Regions from separate parts of the Gossypium hirsutum genome. Here all the other regions are linked to region 1. Evidence: chromatin contacts called from public Hi-C data. All regions are on one chromosome and are shown on one strand. Each heading gives the region's core, a stretch centred on a gene start, on an enhancer-like site or on the middle of the called end of the contact. The rest is flanking DNA. Distances are from core to core; before and after follow the strand shown.

Evidence for each region. A called contact is a pair of places that touch in the nucleus more often than the background predicts.
Region 2: a contact with region 1 is called in a Hi-C map of leaf, with 2.1 times the contacts expected there. The contact joins the promoter of LOC107939079 here to the promoter of LOC107939077 in region 1. A contact is called at or near these places in 6 of 34 Hi-C or Micro-C datasets (hypocotyl, leaf and petal).
Region 3: a Hi-C map of leaf shows a contact between it and region 1, with 2.9 times the contacts expected there. The contact joins the promoter of LOC107939078 here to the promoter of LOC107939077 in region 1. A contact is called at or near these places in 12 of 34 Hi-C or Micro-C datasets (callus, hypocotyl, leaf and 1 more).

The regions. Positions count from the first base shown.
Region 1 is chrD04:8,974,510-8,977,849 of Gossypium_hirsutum_v2.1, reverse strand. LOC107939077 (probable prolyl 4-hydroxylase 7) reads right to left here and starts at 1,827. Exons shown (of 7, transcript XM_016872361.2): 1 at 1,530-1,827; 2 at 1,375-1,432; 3 at 1,181-1,285; 4 at 258-315; 5 at 3-178. The coding sequence starts at 1,687.
Region 2 is chrD04:9,178,273-9,181,612 of Gossypium_hirsutum_v2.1, reverse strand. LOC107939079 reads right to left here and starts at 1,809. Exons shown (of 3, transcript XM_016872363.2): 1 at 1,566-1,809; 2 at 1,391-1,457; 3 at 1-772. The coding sequence starts at 1,622. LOC107939074 (paired amphipathic helix protein Sin3-like 2) reads right to left here. Exons shown (of 23, transcript XM_041091902.1): 23 at 3,335-3,340.
Region 3 is chrD04:9,139,960-9,143,299 of Gossypium_hirsutum_v2.1, reverse strand. LOC107939078 (ABC transporter B family member 15) reads right to left here and starts at 1,576. Exons shown (of 7, transcript XM_016872362.2): 1 at 758-1,576. The coding sequence starts at 982.

The sequences.
Region 1 (3,340 bases), core at 578-3,077:
ACCTCTGCATTTGGAAACACAGTTTCCCCTCCACTCTCAACATCAGACAAATACATCAGTACAGTAGCAATACGGTGACCACCGAGCTGTTGATTAGCTTTGTCATGAAAATAATCGAAATGTGGCTCATACTTCTGACCATGTTCATAGTGTAGTATTTGAATGGACTCCCCATTCTCTGTTTGCAATGCCAATGAGAAAAAAGCCCATTCACAAGGGCTAAGATATCATAACAAAAAACAAATGCAAAAACCTACCAACTGGAAGGAAGGTCCATGCTGCAATCCTAGCTTCAATATCAGCGACTACTTCATCCTGCAAATGAAAAACAGAAGACACAGCATAAGCTTTTTAACTTCAAGGGGTCAACACATGCAATGCATTTCAAAACATAAGCATAGAATAAACAATCTCTAAACTTAATCAAACACATAACAAATGCTTGCATGAATGCACCGAGAGGTCCGAGACAGTAATTTTATGGCATCGATTTGACAAGACAGAAAATAGTGAGCGCCAATATGGAATAAGCTTTTCAACTGTTCATCAACAAGGAAATAGATACCTTGGCAAAGAACTGGCCACGCCAGAAAGTCTGAGTAAATCATGAGGGGAAAAGCAGAATCATACAGTGCATCATCGGTAATAAACTATCACCGAAAAGTTGGTTAATACAGAAAAAAGCAGAATATAATTTCTTACAGAGCATCAACAAAGAACTCCCAGCAATTCTGGCAGTAAGTGGTTCAAAACTTATAATTGTTTGGAAAACTTTGAAGTAAATGATCAAAATTATCAATATCAAATGCAAGTTCGAGAAAACAAAAGCATGCATTTCACAGTATACGTCAGCCAGATACTCCTTAGATCAAGATTCTATAAAGCCAGAAACTCTATCATTTCTTCAGAAACTACAGATTCCATTGCATGAAATTACATACCTTCAATTTAGCAAAAAGAAAAATCAAATGCAAGTGAAAGATCGGTTCTCACTCCTAAATCTATAATTTTAATCATAAATTCAACATTTGATGACGGACATTGCAAATAAAATAACAGCATTCCTCTCTTACACGGACGCACGCACGCACACACACACACACACACACACATATATATAACCCAATTAGATCACAGATTTAAGTTGAAAAAGAAAGAAAAAGACAATTTATATATACACCTGAGCTTTCTGAAGAAACATGCCAGAGCTGGTTCGAACTTCACTTTCGACGCTTTTACCTGATTCATTATCCGCCACCATTGATTTCTCTAACTTATCCTTGGCCTGAAATTAACACGATTTTGTTTAAAAATCAAATAATAAAAATAAAAATTTTCAAAAAAAGAAAAAAGAAAAGAAAAATTGTCGCTTACCAGAGTAATAAGGTGATCACATTCATCACTCGATAAAAATCCTTTGTAAATGAAAGCCCTGCAAATAGCAAAAAAGAAAAATAAAAAATTTCACAATTTTGAATAAATTAAACTGGAAAAAATGAAAGTAAATAAAAAGGAGAAAATAAATTTGCCTAGGGTGCCATGAGAGTTGAGTAACATGAGTCGGATCAAACGGAACCGAAGAAGTTCCTGTTTTCATTTTAAGAACCGATCCATTAATATCAGCCGAAACCAAACAAGACTGAAGGAAAATTAGAAGAAAGAATCCGAGAAAATGCTGAGAATCCATAAGAAAATGAAAACAAATATAATCGGCAATCCGTACTAGAATCGCAGAGATGAGACTTCGACTTTGAAGAGATTAGCTTTGTTTTTATTATTAGTTTTTAATATTTCATTTATTTTCTATTTAAGTGGGTATTTAATGGGCGCCCATGGGTTTTGTCGTGGAAGGCTTTTTTGATTGTTTTACTGGAAACGTTAAACGCGGAAAAAAAAGTGAATGTTTCTGGAAGCTTCTTCCTTTTATGACAAAAGAAATTAAACCAAAACGGTGCGTTTTACTTCTTTCCATTTTATAATTTTTCAAAGATTACGAGTCGAGTTTTAAACAGTATTTCTTAAAAAAAATTTATTTAGACAAAAATATATGGTTAACATGCATCTCTCAACGCAAGATTAGCATTCGTTTAATAGAATGATAGACAACATCATAACTATTCTCATCACCAGTATTGTTGAGCATGTTTGCCAACGAAAGGTTATCCATCTCTAGCAAAAGATATAGCATTTTTTTTTGCCAAAAATAAGGGTGATGTCGCACCATGAACTCTGAACATTGCAACGTCGTCATCTCAGAGAATGATGTCGTGACAAGCAACCACATATCATGACGCTGCCTAAGATTTTGACCACTTTACAATTTGATCTTAATTCATGCTCTTGTTAGCAAAAGAGCTTTCGTAAGCTCGCGTAAGACTTGAAATTTATTGTTTAGCGTAGAATATATGTGAATTACATTAATTAGCATGTGTGGATGGTTGCATGGTAAATGTGTGATTATAGTTGCTCCGACAATGATTGTAGCATCTCGTAACTTGGGCTTGATAGATGACATAATAATCTTTCAATCAATTTGCTCAATTTTGATTGGACTATAGACTACTTAGATTATCTACTAATATATGTAATAGCTTGTTTTGTAGTGGTACCGAAAACAATGATTTCGGAATCCTGTCTTCTGATGATTGAGTCAGTAAATATTATTAATTCATATTTACGAGTCTATTATAGTATTATATTGATTTTTGGCATAGTAATTTTATTGAATGGTTAGTAATTAAGGTACAATGATTAAATCATAAAAACTGTAAAAGTTAAGCGCTATTGATTTTATTTGTTAAAAGGGCTCAATAGTATAACATCAAGGCTTTAAATGGAAAATTAGTCATTTTAGAAAGGAATGGATGGTTAGCGAGCATTTTATAGTTAATTGTTGTTAAAATAATGTTAAATAATTATTATAATTTTAAAAACATAAAAGAAATTATCATCTTCCATTTTTTTTTCCTTTCCCACCTTTTGAAAACAATAGTAGGATGAAGAGAAGCCATTGTTGAATGCTCCAACATTCAGCCCTTCCATGTAAGTCAAACCGAGCCCCTTTTTCATAAATTTTATATTTTCTAGATCGTGGTAGCTCGATATAGCTAACTAGGGTACTATTTCGCAAAACTGTTAAAGTGTAGAAATGAAAAAGGGAATAGTTTGTAAAGTTTAAATGTTAATTTTTGAACACAGGGACTAAATTGAATAAGTTGTAAAACTATCATGAGATGTTGATAATTTTAGATAGTAGAGAGTTATATAAGGATGTATTTGAAATCGGATTGTAAAACGATGCTCAAATGTGAAAGTTACGGTTGTTTTGGTTTTAATGACT
Region 2 (3,340 bases), core at 560-3,059, 200 kb before region 1:
TGTTTCCTACATCCAGGACACCGCCCATCCACTTCAAGAATCCTTTTGTGACAGAAGAGGCAAAGCAGAAATCCGCATGAACAAGGGAGAAAACTAGAATCTGTGGCATCCAAGTCCTCATAGCAGATAGGGCATGAAGAAGGGTGATACATAGTGCTCCTCTGTTTCCAGGTGATAGCCCCATGGCCACTATGCCAATCCGAATTCAAAGAAATGTCATGCTGTTTAGAAAGGCTTGGCAGACTTTGAGGACGCAAAACATCATCAGGCCTCCATGCTCGACAATTCATGTGGGAACCATAAACTGTTTGCCTACTCTCTGAATTCGACTGATCTATTCTTTTGTCCTTGAACTGTTGGTCAGCACTAGCACATTCAACCATTGTTTCAGATTTAGCAGGAGAATTCATGGGTGAGTTATGTTGACTGTCATCTGCACTCAAGGCATCTGCAACATCCTCCCAATTGTCTAGGCACCCATCCTTCTCTTCCTCACTGACACTTCCAGAACAAGAACCACTGCTACTGCCACTGCAGCTATGTACACTAATAGCTTCTTTCGTGTCATTATTTCCCAGATTGCTTTGAATGGGGCAGTTCATCAAGGACTCCAAATCACTTTCATGAATGCTCAGTGCATCTTCACTTTCCTCTTCCCTCAAATTTGTTTCCAAATTGCGCAATGATTTGTTCTGTTCATCAGCTCTCTTTGTGGAAAATGGAGGAGACCCAGCACACCCATTCAAATCCACTTTGCAGTCTTTGTTCTTTACTGCATTTGCAATCCGACTCCATTATGAGCACAACCAATTGAATTTACTAAAAATGCAGTAACTTGGTAATTTTTGCCAATCCAAACCCAAAAGCCATCTTAATAATTCACCTCATAAATAAGATAAAAATTGCTTCTTTCATATTAGTTCCTAGATCCCACCAGTAAATTTACCTTGGGTCAAAAGCTTTTTGCTTTTATCACAACTCTCTCCCTATAGTTCTTCTATGTATTTGATACTCAGAATGTGCATCCACCAACTTTCAATACTATAAAAATATTAAAAATGGTCAAAAGAAAAAAAAAAAAGGAAGAAGAAGGAACTCAACAAAACCATGTCGATAAAAATATGTAAGGCATTCATTTGGCTTAATAAAACGAAAAGAAAAACCCTAACGATAAGTACTCGAAATTCCCAATTTATTTTCCTATCACACGTCCAAAACCGCAACGTCCAATATAAGCGATTCATTCCTAACAATTAATTCTTTTTGTTCAAACAAATGCCCTTTCAATAATGCTCCATTCAGTTCTTTTAAAAAAAAAATCAATCTTTCTAGTTTCTATTGAAAGAATCACATTCAAAATAAAAATAATATAATAATTAAAAAAAATTACCTTGAGACAGCCATTGTTCACGCCTAACATCGAGCTTATACTGCTTCAATTTCGCCAATCTATTTGTCTAGATCACCAAAAAAAGAAGAAAAAAAACTTTCAAAATATGAAACTAATCTTAATCTACATTTCCTCATGAAACATACACAAATTATTTTTTTTTAAAATTACTCACTCTCTTCTTCTTAGAAGGGCAAGGCAGAGAAACATTGGAGGCGAAATCAGAAACCATGGTGAGAAACTGATACAATAAAATTTCTTTCGGGTGTTTGGCGAAGAGGAAAACAGTGTACGACGAAGAAGGAGATTAACGCCGGAGGAGAGAAATAACGGATTACCGGATAGAATGACGATCAAACGGCTGAAAATGGATAGAATGAGATACACACACAAACTCTGCATAGCCCTCCTTAGAATTGATTTCTTTCTATTTATATAAAAGTCTACTTACTATAATGCCCTTGCCATTTGAATTTTTTACCAAAATGTTTTTATGTTTTAAATAAAGAATTCTACTTTCAATAATGGTAAACTATTTTTTTAATGAAATTTTATATTTCACTACTTTGGCATCAGGTGGAAAATTAAATGAGAATATTTTTTTCTTATTGTATTATTAATATCTATTCATGGAAAATCTCTTTTTTTTATGACTATTTTCACTGAAAGCATTTCTTTTTTAAAACAATTCGCTTCTTTTTTACTCATAAATTGTGTGTCACAAGTCCAATTTTCTTGAATATTAAGTCTCTTTCTTTCTTTATCTTAAAATTTATTTTTAATTTAAAATTTAACCAAATTCCTAAAAGAATAAATAAATGAGAGAACTTATAGAATAACAAAAACTTTCAAAACATATTTGAAAATATAAAAAAATTTACAGGCCAAATTTTTAGGCTATTAATCTCACATGTGAAAGTAAAAATTAAAGAAGTTTCTCTTCTTTTCTTCGAAATGGGATGGTAGCAATAAGGTCTTTTGAATATGAAAAGGTTGAGTAAGAAATTTTAGTAAGTTTGGAGGGTATTTTAGGAAAATAATAAGATTATTAATTATTTGAATTTGGTTGAGTTGGCGTAAGAAAATAAGCATGTTCTTAAAAAGGCCACGTGGATAGTCCAGATTCGACAAATCTGTTAGCGCTAAATCATCATATGGGCCTATTTCCCAAATATCTTATCACACTTTATTTTTGGGCCAGACTACCGGAGTAGGAGCTATTACAGTCACTTGTTCCCATCCTTTTTCTGCTTCATTTTATAGGAATGCAGAAAACTTTGATCAAACTGTTGTACAGTGACTGCTACACTGGCAGCGTTAAAAACTAAACCATCGGAGAATTAATGGTTGATAATCGCATTTTAGCTTCAGTCAACGTGATGACAACGTTAAGAGGTCTCCACTTTTCTGCATTAGTCTTCATGGAAATGAAAACTAAAAGTAATAACAAATAAGAAAAAAAAACAATGTGAATTACACGAGAAAGTAATTAAGGAAGAGATGTTTGGGATATTCATAAGGTGTTCCTTTATGTATTGCATGAATGAATCCTTTGCCAGCAAAGGTGTACACTAGCGGCTATTTCATAACTCCACTCTTCCTTACGCTTATGCATTTCCCATATCAAGATTAGTCTGACCTCTATGACCCAATACATCCAATCCAATAAGTTTTTAGTATTTTTTCTTTTAAACAATAAAACGAAAAATCGACCTCAAATTCTTTTAAAATCAAATCACCATAAACAACTCTATATTGAAGTTGTTATATCCCAGATTAAATTAGTTTCTATTATTAAATAAATCAATATCATTTACCTTTAACAATGCGGATGTGAAAATTTGATGCACATTCCGTTAAGATTACTAGCCCTAACCCTTTATGCATTATTGTATATCGTGTTTAACAATTCAAATTTCTTTTTTTTTTATAAAATACGAGACATTAAAA
Region 3 (3,340 bases), core at 327-2,826, 170 kb before region 1:
TGGGGGCCAAAGATAAAAAGAAATTGCTTTAAAAAGGCTTCAATTTAATATTTTATAAATGCAAGGAACTAAAATAGCATTATACCAATTATCTAGGGGCCAAGGCTGCTTCCCTGAAAAGCACCATATTTAAATATTATATAGTATTTCAATTACTAATATTACATAAAATCTTAGAATAATTTTTTTCGATTTTCAAATATTATAAATTATGCTTCTCGTTACTATCTAAAATTTTTTTTATAACTATTGAAGTCTCAACATTTAGGAAATTATAATAAAATTATTCAATATTATGATATAAAAACATGAAATGATATTAATTTAGAAGAAGTGAAATAAGGAATCTTCAATTTATATTAAGAATAAGCATAATTTAAGTTTATTATTTTTGAATAAAAAATATTACTAACAAAATAACAAAAGTAAATATATATTAATTTGATTAATAAAAATGTAAAAAAAGTAAAACTAAAAAAAGTAATAAGTGATATATATTAAAAGTGTTATGAAAATGAAATTTTATTAGAATTAAATTGAAAAGGGGTAAAATATAAATTATAATTGTGAGGGACGAAATCTAATTTTAGATGATATAAGAATAATTTAATGTTGCAGTTTTACCCTTGTTTATCTTAAATAGCCTAAACAATAAGAATCGTCTTAAAATTTTGAGGGGGGTTGGGGCCCATGCCTGGCTACGCCCTTCTTTTTACTGTTTTGCATGTATGTTTTGGAAAAAAAAACGAAGAAAGACCTTGTTGATGTTATGAATGAACATGTCTGCAGTGAAAGCTGAAGAACCACCAAGATTGTTCATCAACTTGCTAGTAACAAGCAATACAAGAGGTGTAGAAAAACCATCACCAACGGCTCCGATGAAGCCAAGAGTCATCAACCACATATCTACATCATCCGCATGCATGAAAATTGACCTTATGGATCCGTTTATCTTCTTCAGTTTCTCCTTCTCATTACCCATTTTTTTTTCTTTTGAGAAGAAAATAAAAACAGGACCCAAAGAATCTCTAAACCACTTAGGATAGTACCGGGTGTTTCGTGCTTTTGCTTTCCTCCAAAACTAGTTGTCTTTTAAGACAAGTGAGAAGAGAAACAAGTGACAGGGTGATGCTTTTGGCCAAGTATTAAGAAAGAAACATGAGCAATGTCTTGTATATATAGCTATTCTTCGTGTTGTGTGGCTTTGAGTTGGTAGTGAAGAGTAAACCACTGAAAGGAAAAATAATAAAAAAGGGGTATATTTATATGGTTACTAAAATAGTAAAAAAAGAAAGTAAATAGACCATGGATGTTGAAACAGCAAACCGTCCACCGATTTTTACATAATTGGACCAGATTAACTTGGATCGGACCAAAAAAGCCCACTTTTAAAAACTCTAAGCTAGCCCAGCCCAAGTTAGTTAAAGCAAATGAAACAAAAAAGCCCTACCCTCTGTTCGCCTCTCCCCCTGCTCGCCCTCGCCTAACAAAGGGAAACTAAACACTACACGGAATACGGAGAATTGACCAGGAAATGTGAAAAGGAAAACTATTAGTAGTATAAAACTTGAAAAGTGGGTGCTGCATTTATGGGGAGAAAATAATAATGTTAAAAACTCGGTGGAAGATAGCTGTCAACCATTTAACCACTATCCTATTTTTAAAAAGAATATCATTTAATCAATTTTAAATAGTAATATAATAATTTATTTGACTCTCTAATTTTATGAAACAAATTATTTTAATCATTCATTTAATTTTAATCTGTCAACTATTTTTTTTGTCAAAACATCCTTAAATGGATAAAAAAGTTAACATATACTAAACTATACTAACGTGAAATTCACGTAATAGTCTACATGCATGTAGAGGTGTCCATGTGTTGGGTCTGTCTCAAAAAAAGATTTCGACCCGCGTCCTAGGCTCGGGCCTGGTCTGACCCGAAATATGAGTCTGAAATTTTGTCCAGTCCCAGCTCGAGAAAAAATTCTTAAGCACGAGTCGGGTCCGGCCCGGCCCATTTTTTTAATATACACCAAAAATTTATTTTAAAAATAAAAAATAATAAAAAAGTATTTTAAAATTAATAAAATTAAAAAAATATATTTATTATATTCGGGCCGGTCCGGCCAAAAAAGTGGTGCACGAGGCCCAGCCCGTTTTCTAAACCGGTCTAGTTTTTTTTGCCCAAACCCATATTTCGGGCCTATATTTTTACCCGAACCCTCCCATATTTCAGGTGGGCCATCGGGCCAGGCCAGGCCGCCAGACCCATGGACACCTCTACATGCATGTCATGCAAGCAATTATTTAAAAAATTTTAAAAAATGCTAAAATCTATTTAAAATTTAAGAAAATAATAGAAAATTGTTAAAATTTTTTTGAGAATTCAAAAAATTGTTAAAAATGCAAAAAGAATAAAAATTATTTAAAATTTATAGAAAATTATAAAATTTATTTAAAAAATTAAAAATTATTTAAAAAACAAGGCGGAAAAATTCCAAAACATATGAGAATAAGATGTCTCTGATGACATTTTGCAACTTTTCGAATATATTTAATAATCATTTTGTAATCTTTTGAAATTGAGTGATCAAGATGTAAATGTACTGATTTTAATGATCTTAGGTGCAATTTATCAGATTTAATTTTAGATATTATTTTTATTAAATTTTTATAAATTGTATATTTAAATTATAATCAAAGTTTAAGAGAATTATTAATGGCGGATATCCAAATCCGCAGCGATCCGAATCCCATATGGTAGCATCGAAACCATAATCTAAAACCTCTTTCCTCGTAACACTTAGAGGACCAAATCGGTGGCAGGAAGTTGAATAGGGATGACATTTGTTGCAGTTGAGGCGTGGAGACCCTTGTGCCGGCATTGCAGAGAGTTGAAAGAGTTGCATGCCATTGTATTTAGGGATATTTCAAACGGTGGATTCTATTATTAGTCGAATCGAATTATTATTAATTGAATTATTTGAAATATAAAAGTTTTTAATTGTTAATCGAATCGAGACTTTTTGAAAATATATTAACCAAATTGAAATATTTCGATTAATTCGGTCGGTTAATTGAATTAACCGAAATTTGTATGTTTTTATCTTTTGATTAAAACAAATATAAAACATAAAAAAAATACATTGCTAAATGTTCATTTTCTTTGTTTAATAGTTTAAAAAACTTTAAATAGAGGTAAAAACAACAAATAAGACATTAGAAATAACTTTAAATAATATATTATTTATTTTGATTAATTTGGTTAATTACTCGGTTTCGAACCAAATTAATCGATAATTAAAATTTCAAAAAATTATTAATCGACTTCCAACCG